Regions from separate parts of the Rattus norvegicus genome. Here region 1 is linked to region 2. Evidence: chromatin contacts called from public Hi-C data. All regions are on one chromosome and are shown on one strand. The core of a region is the stretch at or near the end of the contact, and the rest is flanking DNA. Distances in the headings are between cores, read along the strand shown. Region 1 overlaps Inpp5d (inositol polyphosphate-5-phosphatase D). Region 2 holds the start of Ngef (neuronal guanine nucleotide exchange factor).

Region 1 (5,369 bases), core at 1,636-4,135, 210 kb after region 2:
GAAGTCCTCGGGGAGCCGCTGGTGATGGGAGCCTGGAGGAACAGCACAAAGCAGATCTACGCCTCTCTGGGGATGCCTCTTGGAGGACCTCCTGCTAGCTCTTCTTGCCTAGCCTAGCTTCAAGTCCAAGGCTGTGCATTTCTTCAGGAAACGGCCTCCCCTCTCTGTGGTCCAAGGAGTGTGCTGGCTGCCATACTGTGTGGCGGATGCTGAAGCTGAATGGGAAGCACAAGCCGTGTGGACAACAGAGAGCCGCACCGGGGTCTCAGAACTCGGACTCCAGAGCCTCCTTCCAGTCGCCGTTTAAAAGAAAGGAACTGAGCTGCTCATCCATGGATGAAGATATAAATAATAATATTATTAATAATAATAATGGTCAGGTGCCATGTGCTGTATTAAGTGCTTTATGAACATTTGTTAGGCTGGCCTCCGGAGCTGAGGTTCCAGTCAACCTGAACCCTAAGCCCAGACCCACCGATCCCAAATGGCGGGTCCTGAGATGTTTAAACAAAGCATTAAGGAAACCAGCAGTCTCCTAGAGCTAGCCGGATGGACTCTAATGCAGGGACCTGAACAGACTGCACAGCTAATGGCACAGGAGGCCGGCCCTGTCCAGCTTCAGAGATATAAGCTGCTTTAGCTGGGGTTCTGTCACAGGCCTGAGCCTCTTGGTTTCTACTGGGTTTTGAATCTACCAGAGTCAGAGATCAGCTCCAACTTGGCAGTGCAGAGATCTGGCCTCAATCTAAGCCAGCCACTTCAGACCCCTGCTGATCCTGTGGACCAATTAACACTCCCTGTGCCACTAGAGGTGGCACCATACCCTGGGTTGGGCCAAGCCCACCCCACTAACCTGCAGCACTTCTGATGTACTGAGGAAGAATATCCACCATCGTCCCCAGTGACTGAGCTCTCTGGGCCTGCTCTCAGGGAAGGCGGGCCTTGGTCCCAGGCTCTCAAAAATAGTGTACCCTCTTCTTCTCAAGCTCTGTGGTGCAGCCCTGTGTCCTTGGTTACTAGGAGACTAGTGTGGTGATGTCTTTAATTGTCTTGCTTTTTGATATATAAGGATTAATGTAGGAAACTAGACCTAGGTTATTCAGGAGGGCAGGTATATACCCTGTGTTTCCTAGTATGTGTGACCAATAAATTGTGGCTTTCTAACTGGGCCTCCTGACTGTGCGGCATCTTCCTGATACCCAGGGCCACAATTCTTCCCTGCACTCTAACTACTGCAGAGACACTTTGGGGCAGGGAGAGGCAGCTGAGAGTTCCTGATGCCCAGAAAAATAGCATCTTCACCATGGAGACGGTCTGAAGTTGAGTATGGACATGGATAAAGGTAGATATAACTCCTTTCACACATATGTCTGTGTGGGACTCCACATGTCTGCAAGTGTCCTCTGATACTGGCTGAGCAACAGCTCACAGGTTCTAATTATTCCAGGGACGATAGACTCACACAAACCATATCTGGGACATGGGTTCGCAGGTTAGAGAATAGCCTCCAGCCAGAAGACCAGCATACATACAGCTTGGCACTACCTGCAGAGTGCCACTGCCCAGGTCACTATTACTTCCACCTCAAGATATTCAGGGTCTCCTGCTCACAGACCCCAGGCCTAGGCTCTAAATAGCTCCAGGAAGCAGCATCTTTGAGCGGCACTGAGTAAGCCATTCACTGTGGACTGGTAGACTCGAGGCTGAGGATATTCCTGAACAGCTCCTCACCTCTACTTAGGTGAATGGCTCTCCTCCTGCAGATTCACTACTTACTCCCCATGGAGAACTTCACCGCCATCTTCAGGCCCCAGCATTCTGACACAGCAAACCAAGGTAGAGACACAAGAGGAAACTCTTTGATACTCTAGAGGGAAGGCACAGGAAGTGTAAACATTCTCCACCCTGCTGTTCCTCAGCTCTCTTGTCCTGGTAACCCACCCTGGGTCACACTCCCTGCGGACCCAGAGCTGATGACCAGGACTCTGTTGCCTTTGTCCCATGGGATTCCTGCTACCACTGTGGGCTGGCTTGCTATGTGAGGTGCCTGCAGCTGCTCGTCCATGGAATAGCTATTTGCTCTTCCAGGTAGATATCCAGGTTTCCCTGTCATTTCTGCAGGTTAAAGGGGAAGCAGCAAGGTGGGACCTATGTGCGCTTCCTGTCCATCCTTTCACTCTGAGCTCTAGTCGCCTCAACAGAACCTAGCTCCAATTTCATCTTCCTCCACGGTCCAACTTGCTGTCTTAAGGGCCTAGCTTTGCATGTGGATGGTCAGCTGGGGCCCCCTGATGCCCAAAACTGGAAACAGCACAAATTGAAGTTCCATTCTTGTCCTCCTAGGCTCTCAGTCCTACACACTCATATACTCTCTGGCCACTTCTCTGGGACTCTGGGCTACCACCGTCTCCCAGGACCCACTCTAGTTAGCTGCTTCTTTTCCTAGCCATTCCGTCCACCCCACCCTACCTCAACACTCAGTTCTCCCTTCTATGGCAGAGGAATGGAGAGCCAGATACTGACCCCTGGCACTTCGCTGAGCTCCGTAACCAAGAAGGCAGGGCAGTTTAACAAGCTTTGCTCGCAAACTGCCCCACCCCTAAAATAACACATCACCCCTAAAATTAGAGAACGACAGTCACTATGTCTTTCCAGAAGTAAATTTGTCCTTCCTTCTCTTTGTGACTATACAAAGCTGGCCAAAGCCCAGATTTCCTGTTGCCATAATATGGTGTCTGGAATGCATGTATTCACATCTAATCTCTAAACCACGGGTCCAGAGGGTGACTGCTGCCCTGCCAGGCCACCCCTGGAACTAGATGGGCAGCCGCTGTACTCTTCCTCTGTCCAGCATTTCTGTTGCTTTAACCACTGATAGGAGGGAGCCAAGTGAGTCACTGAGCAAAGCTCTCTCCTACAGAAACCTTCCCTAACCCCAGCCCACCAGGTCTGTCTCTGCTTGTCCTTAAAATAGCTCCTTTCTCTCTGCAAACTAATTTCCATGGAGACCCAGCTATGGAAAGGCCTAGAAGCTTTCTATGAGGCAGTTAGCTCACTCTTAGCCTTCACTCCAACAGAGAGACCTTTTATGATGCAAATATCTGGTCTCACCCCCACATTTACCTACCCCCCCCTCCCAGATCCCATTCTGGGAAAACTGCCCTGCTTTACACAGGAACTCACACAGGCACATGAAGTCCGGGTACTGATGATATATGTCTGCTTAGTCTCCAGTTGGCGGCGGCTCCAAGCTGATGGTTTCTCTGTCAGCTCACAGATGACCCACCCATTGGTACAGCATTCTGGGGATCTCAGATTTGATGTGCATAGTTCATGTTCTTCATCATCCATCCAAACACAGTTGTGCTGGACCTGAGGAGACCATGAGGCAGGACATGGCCATGGATGAGGGGCAGACAGGAAAAGGGGTTTAAATACCTTATTTTGTGTTTCCTGAAAATAGAGTCTCGAGCAAGCCTAGCAATCTGAGTTGGATTCCCAGAACACGTGTTAAAAAGCTGGGTGCAGCTCATGCATCTGTAATCCCAGCAGGTTTCTATCCCAGGTAGAAAAAAAAGACAGGAGAATTGCCTAGAAACCCACAGGTCAGAGAGCCTGGAGCATGTATGCATCATAGCAGCAGAATCAACTAAACTGAAGGTGAGAACCAATTCCCAAAAGTTGTCCTCTAACCTCCACACACACTCTATGTCATGTGTATGCCTGCATTCACATATACATACAACACACATAGAGTCAAGCACACACACACACACACACACACACACACGTCAAGTATGCACACACACAAGCAACACACAAGAAGGAGGAGATGCACAGGAGGAGGTGGAAGAAGAGGAAATAATTGCAGTTGCCAAGGCAGCCTATTTGAGCCAGGAAAATCTGTACATGTCTCATTAGTTTGGGTTCGGACGGTAAGGCACGTGCAAGAACACTTTCAGTAGAAGGCAGAGCTCTGAGGCAAGGAAGGAAAAGATGCCCTCATGAATAGGTGACCGCTGGAAATAGCTGGGCTTGACTGGTCACAGCAACATTGTGGTGGTTTGAATATTCTTGGCCCATAGGAAGTGGCACTACCAGGAGGTGTGGTCTTATTAGAGAAGGTGTGGCCACGTTAGAGGAAGTATGTCACCGTGGAGGCAGGACTTTGAGGTGTCATGTACATGCTGAAGTCTGGCCAGTGTAATCCAGAACTTCCTTCTGGCTGCCTTTGGATCAAGATATAGAATGTCTGCCTGCACAATGCCACGCTTGCCCTCATGATGGTAATGGACTGAACCTCTGAATCTGGAAGCCAGCACCAACTAAATGTTTGCCTTTATAAGAGTTTCCTTAATCATGGTGCCTCTTCACAGCAATAAAATCTTAACTAAGACACCTACTATCCCATCCAAAGAGTGTTACATTAAGGGCTATCTCTGGAGCTCATTAATCCTCAGTTCTCACGGTCTAAGTAGAAAACTGGCTCCAAAGGCCAGGCAAGTGCCCTCCAGCCTGAAGCAGGATAGCACAAGGAAAAGCCATGCGTCATACAAGTGAGGTACTAGTGTGGTGAAAGTACCAAAGGTCAGAGTTCAAGAGGGCCCAGCAACTGGCCCCTCCAGCTGCTACTCTGTGTCTATGGGCTGAGATTTCTGGATGCTCACACAGATATTTCTGAAGAGGAGCACCCCATTTGAGTATGTTCTGTCTCTCGAGAAAAGACAGCATGGAAGACCCAGGAAAGAACATCTGGACAGAAGGCCGTGCCAAGGCCCTAAGGTGAGAAAGAACTCTGGATGCTGGAAACGTTTAGAAGCACTAAGTATCATGGAGAGTGTGGAAGTGAGTAGCTGGAGCTGGAGGGATGTCAGGGATGCTAGAAGGTGGTGGAACGCTGCTGGGAGAACCAGTGCCATAGGATCTGTGTGGTCACAAGAGAGGCCCATTATTCAGAGAAGACCTAAACTAGGGTTCTGCCTGTAGGCAAAAGGATGAAGAAGGTACTTGTCAGAAGAGATTGTAGGACACAGTGACAGAAAAGAAGAAGAGAGACCACAGGATCCTATATCTTCTCCACCCTGTCCCTAGCACCTGACTCAGGACAAGCATCCTGGACCTTTGCTAAACCTTCTGGAACACACAGGGGTCCAAACAGCTCTACATTATAGGGCTCCATGGTTGAAAGGTCAACAATTTTAGTAAACAAAGGTATAAGATGCCCAATTCAATTGGGGCTAAACTACAAACAATTTTTAACTGAACTATACCTCCAAACAGTTTGTGGTTTTCTGTCTGGATTTTGATTAGCAATCCTGTATTTTTTTTCAGTAACCTTGCCTTGCTCCCTCTTACCTGAGGACTCATCT
Region 2 (5,182 bases), core at 1,005-3,504:
AAATCTTCCAAGCCTACTCGTAAAGGGCAAGCTACTCGGTTATTACTGAACAGGCAATTTCTACATGCCAAGTACCATGTTAGGTGCCAGAGACAACTCACACACATCCCCATCATCCTCAGCCTGGCTGTTAGAGGAGCACAGAGACAAAACCAGAGTGGGTTCAGTTTACCCTCAGGCACCAATCGATCTCCTAGCTTCCAGCTCTCTCCTCCCAGGGCCAGGGTCGGAAACTCCCAGCTAGCTCAAAAGAGTAGCCTCACTGAGGAGTCTCCCTACAATTGGGCCTGCTTCACAGCAATTCTGAAGACATTGTGTCCCTTACAGTGTCTGGCAGTTGGAAGATAATCTCTACGTATCATTTTCTATCTAAAATTTGCATTTAAAAGAATAGATTGTCGATGGCTTTGGCAACATCCCAGAATATTTTCAAAACAGCTAGTATCATTTTCTGATAAACAGGAACCAGTCACAGGTGGCCCTGGGGGTAACATGGGAAATGGTTTGATGTCAGTAGCATTTTTGAAGTGCTTCAGCTCTCGGGTTGCCTCAATCCTCTGAGGACTCACAGAATGTCCTCCTAGCTCTGGAGGTGCAGGACCCACCAAGTGCTGTTCCTTAGGGGCATCCTGGGCAGCCTGGCACTCTTGCCTCTCTCACTTTGGCCCTAACCCAGAGCTCCTGAGTCCAGCTTTAATTCCTGGCTACTTTCCAGGTACTCCCAGGACCTCCCTGATGAGGTCAAAGAAGGCTTCATCCTCTGTCTTCAGCTACTCCATTCCGGAAACAACATTTTCTGCAGGAAAGGGCTGGACCAAGAGTGTTCTCCAAGAGACATCAAATACCCACTGCTAAAGCCCAGCGTAGAGATTCTCAAGCTCATGATCCTAGAACTCAAGTTCTCAAGTCAGGAGGCCTGCAGGAGGTCCAGGCTAGCCTGGGCTACTGAGTAAATTCCAGGCCAGCCAGGGTTGCAGTGTGAGACTCAGTCTCACAAATAAACCACAATCCCTGGCTAAATTAGCCCAGTGGTGCAGCACTAATAAAACTCGGCAGTTCTGCCTAGGAAACCATTAGAACTACTCATGTCAAAAGCCGCATGCCAGTCAGCCCAGCTGCCAGGGTCCCCTGGGAGCCACCAGGCTCGCATGGCCCAAATGAGTCGCTGCCTGCCCTGGACCCACCTATTTGTTCAATGAGGTTTCTCCAGGAGTCGGCGGGAATGGGATGGATCATCTGCAGGGCCTCGGTGAGCGTGGTGGGGCTGTCGGTGAGGGCCGGGCACTCCTCGGGTGTGGTTCCATTTCCAGGGGTGGAGGATGACTCGCTGCAAGAGAGGGAGGAGAGCGAGGGCTGTTTATTTTTAAGCAACGACACACCTTGGCTAGATCGCAAGAGGCGACTGTCGGTCCGTACAAGCGGCTGCTGGCCGGGGTTGGGGGGGGGGGGTTGAAGGTACTGCCCTAAGCGCTTCCAAGCTAAGGGGGTCACAGTGGCCGCCACGTGTCCGGACCAGGCGAGCCCGACAAACCCTTTTTGTCACCATACCAAGGCGCGACGGGGTGATTCACTCCCACACCCGTCCGCCCAAACCTTCATGTTTTTCGAGCTCGCGGGCAGGCGTCGGAAAGTTGGCGTACCCTGGCCGCTCCACAGCGCGGGAGGCCGCCCCAACGGGTCCTGCTAGCCAGCTGCCACCCCACGCCCTTAGCCGTCGCGCGCCCCCTGGCCCCACTCGGGGCTCCGTCCTCCAGTCCCAGAGACGGAGAGCGCAGAGAGGGGCGAAGGGAGGGACGCGCACACTCTGGGCGTCCAGGGAGAGGGTGCAGGAGGCCAGCCACCCCGCGCTCGGACTGGGTGCTAGTGACCTGGACCAGGACGCACCGCTCTTCCGGGGGGAAGGTCCGTCGGGTTAGAGTTAGTGGGAGGCAGCAGGAGCCCCGGAGCAGAGGACCCGGATAGGCCGCAGGGGTCCGTGAACACCGCCTACGGTGCGAGTGGGAGGGAGCAAGTGGGGACGGTGCGCGGGGGCTGGGATGCAGCCCGTCCTCACCTGCCGGGCAGGTGTCCCGCCGCCGAGTCGCGCGTGTCGCTCTCCGAGGTGGAGCTGTCGTGGTCCACGGCGCAGGCAGCGCTGAAAGCGGCAGCCAGCAGCTCCATGGGGACCAGAGACAGGGTAGGCTCAGGAGCCGGTGGGGGGCCGCGCGGGGGACCCAGGGCCGGGCCGGGGGCAACGCGCGGGCTCGAAGCGAGGTCTCAGCGCGCGCGGCTCAAGCCCGAGCTGCAGCCGCCGCCGCCGCTGTAGAGCGCTCCCGCGGACGAGCGCGCGCCTGGAGGCTCCCGGGGTTGCCACGGCAACGGGGGAGGCGGGCGGGGCACGCGCGGCGGGGGCGAGGCCAGCGGCGGCGAGGTGGGGGCGCTGGGGCCGGGTGCACCCGGACCAGGGGGCGGTGACTCCCCACATGGACCGGAGCCCCGCAGCGCCTGCCTCCCCCGCGGCCGCTGGGTGCCAGGAGATGCGGGGACAGAGGGGACAGAGCTGCCTCCGCCTGTCTCCCTTTCTGTCAGTGGGTCGTTTGTAGGAGTTTCTGGAAGGTGCAGTCCAGGCGACCCTCTGTCCCATCCCTTACCCATCACAGGTCAATCTCCTAGATCGTGCCTTGGGAATGTATACCCTCTAATCCCAGTCTGAGAGGAAACATGTCCCCTACACTCCTGCTCTTGACTCCCAGGTAGACGGTGGGGGTCCCCCAATGCAGACTTCTCTCCTGAATGGGTCTTTCTGCTGGACCAAATCTTTCCTAGCGACCCCCCAAACGCTGCCAGAACAGAGTTAAGGAGAAGGATCCAAGTTCCCAGAAACTGCAGTAGGATTTCCCTACCCACAGCAGTTTGTTAGCTCGTGCAGCGCTCAGATGACAAGGATATGTGAGAGAAGTATCTCAAGTCAAGAGTAGCTGTGGCCAGTTCTGAAGGTACCTGGGAGTGAGGGTGGGGTACAGTGCTCCCCTGCCTGGCCCCCTCCACACACCACCTGTGGGCATTGGATATAAGGAACCAGTTCCTGGGGGTTTGAGGCAACTGCGTTTATTGGTTTTTATGGTGTATGAGTATTTTGCCTGCGTGTCTGTATGTGACCAATGTGTTTGCCTGGTACCCTCCAAAATCAGGAAAGGGTATTGGATCCTCTGGATCTGGAATTACAGAATTACTGGGATTACACGGTTGTGAGCCACCATGTGTGTGCTAGGAACCTCTGCTAGAGCAACATGTGCTCTCAACAACTGAGCGTTTCTCCAGCCTCCAGTGTTGCTCGTTCTTGGATGAGTAGATGGGAGGCAGGGCTGGCCGTTCGTGCGAGAGACACAGAGATGTATAAGGGAAGGAAGAGTCATTTCATTTGGAAGGGGCAGTGGTTGATTTAATTGCCGTTTGACACAGTCTAGCAAGAACAGCTACAGAAGAGTCTGAACGAGGGCTTGTCTACATCAGCCATGTCTGTGGGGAATTGTCTTGGCCGAGTTAATTGAGGTGGGAAAACCCAGTCTACCTTTGACTGTGCCATTCCCCACAAATGGCGTGAGACAGAAAAAGAAAACAAAACAAAAAACCTGAGCTAAGTGGCACAAGCATGCATATGTTCTTATCTCCTGGTTCTTGGTTGTAGATGTGTTGTGACTGGCTGCTTCAAGTTCCTGCCTTGACTTGAGCTAAAATAAACCCTTTCCCTAAATTACTTCTGGTCTGTGTGTTCCCTCATGGCAACAGAAAAGACAGAAAGCAGAGCAGGAGGGAATCTATCATTCCCAGGTTGCAGGAGCTGGCATAATCCCTGACTCAATGTGAGAAGGGAGGATTTGAGGTGGCAGAGAGCCCCCCCCCCCAAATCCCGGAAGCTGCAACTCACCCCTGCTTCTCCTGAGACACAGTTCTCTCAAGGCCTTATGGGAGTTGAGATACACCCACTCCCCGGGGTCGTTTCCCCAAGCCCTGTGTGTGCATTTGTGATTCCTCCTGGACGTGACTCTACTCAACACCTTCCCTTTACAACTCTGTCTGCTCCATGGCCACCCTCATCACTACCATCCAGGCTCTGCTCCGGATGCCATGATGAACCATCAGAGATGGGTGGCTTCTGCACAACCAGAGTCTACCTTTTACAGCGCTGAAGGCTGAGGTCTGAGGTGTGGAAGGGCGGACTCTGGTACTGTAGAGTACTGATTTCTCATTGCCTGCTAGCAGAAAGGGAGGGTGGGTGCTCTCCAGGGTTTTCTAATCTCGTTTGTGAGAGATCCACCCTCGTGTAGTAGAAGCTTCCCAAAGGCCTCATGTCCTAATATCATGGGGGTGGATGTCACTCAAACATGTGAATTTTGGGAATACAAACATTCAACCCATAGTATTCTCCCATTGGAGCCCCCCCATCCCAAATGTATTTTTCCCCCTAAATTACGTTTCATAATCCAAACAACACAGTAGTCGTAACCATTCCCAGCATTAACCTTAAAGTGTTATCTAAATCACGTGTCATGGGGAGGATAACTCAGTGTTAGAGTGCAGGGCCGTGGGTTGGATGCCCATTCCTGGGGGATGGGAAGAGCCAACAATAATGAGTTAACTATGGTTAAGACTCATCAATAATGAGTTAACTATGGTTAAGAAGTGGCCAACTGCTTCATAGTCCCGTGGCCCACCATGACTCCCCTGCGGCTTTAGGCTGCACCCTCAAACCGCGAGCCCCCCTAACTGTGAGCCAAAATGAGCCCTTCCTTCCTGAAGTCGTATTTGCTGGGGAATTTTGTTTTAGAAGCAAGAGCAGTAGCTAAAACATCGGGTCAAAGAAAATTCCCTGAGGCTTGGGCATGGTTCTCTCTGGATTGTGGCTCTGCCTTGCACAGCACTGGAGGGGTGGCCTGGTCCTACCCTGAGATCACTCAGTGGCAATGTTGCCTTTCTGCTTACTGGGGGCTGGCCCATGCTGTGACTCTCTATCATCTGTACCCACGCCCCACCGGGGTCTGCAATGTCCAGGCCTCAACTCTTTCTGTGTATGTAGGTGTCCTTAGAGATGAGAGCAGAGCAGTGGTTCTCAACCTGCCTAACACTGCACCCGTCTAACACAGTTCCCCATGTCATGATAGCCCCTAACTATAAGATTATTCCGCTATTACTTCATAACTGT

What was found. A called contact is a pair of places that touch in the nucleus more often than the background predicts.
Region 1: a Hi-C map of frontal cortex shows a contact between it and region 2, with 2.8 times the contacts expected there. The contact joins the enhancer-like site here to the promoter of Ngef in region 2. A contact is called at or near these places in 2 of 12 Hi-C or Micro-C datasets (frontal cortex and liver).

What each region holds. Positions count from the first base shown.
Region 1 is chr9:95,839,421-95,844,789 of GRCr8, forward strand. Inpp5d (inositol polyphosphate-5-phosphatase D) reads left to right here. Exons shown (of 27, transcript NM_019311.2): 27 at 1-1,164. The coding sequence ends at 2. Among named protein-coding and RNA genes, the nearest start is that of Atg16l1, 28 kb to the right of the region's middle. Within about 2 kb of position 2,886, at least 22 of the 93 cell types and tissues checked have an H3K27ac peak or open chromatin away from gene starts, as enhancers often do.
Region 2 is chr9:95,625,993-95,631,174 of GRCr8, forward strand. It overlaps Ngef (neuronal guanine nucleotide exchange factor), which reads right to left and starts at 2,255. Exons shown (of 13, transcript NM_001136241.1): 1 at 2,054-2,255; 2 at 1,185-1,327. The coding sequence starts at 2,160.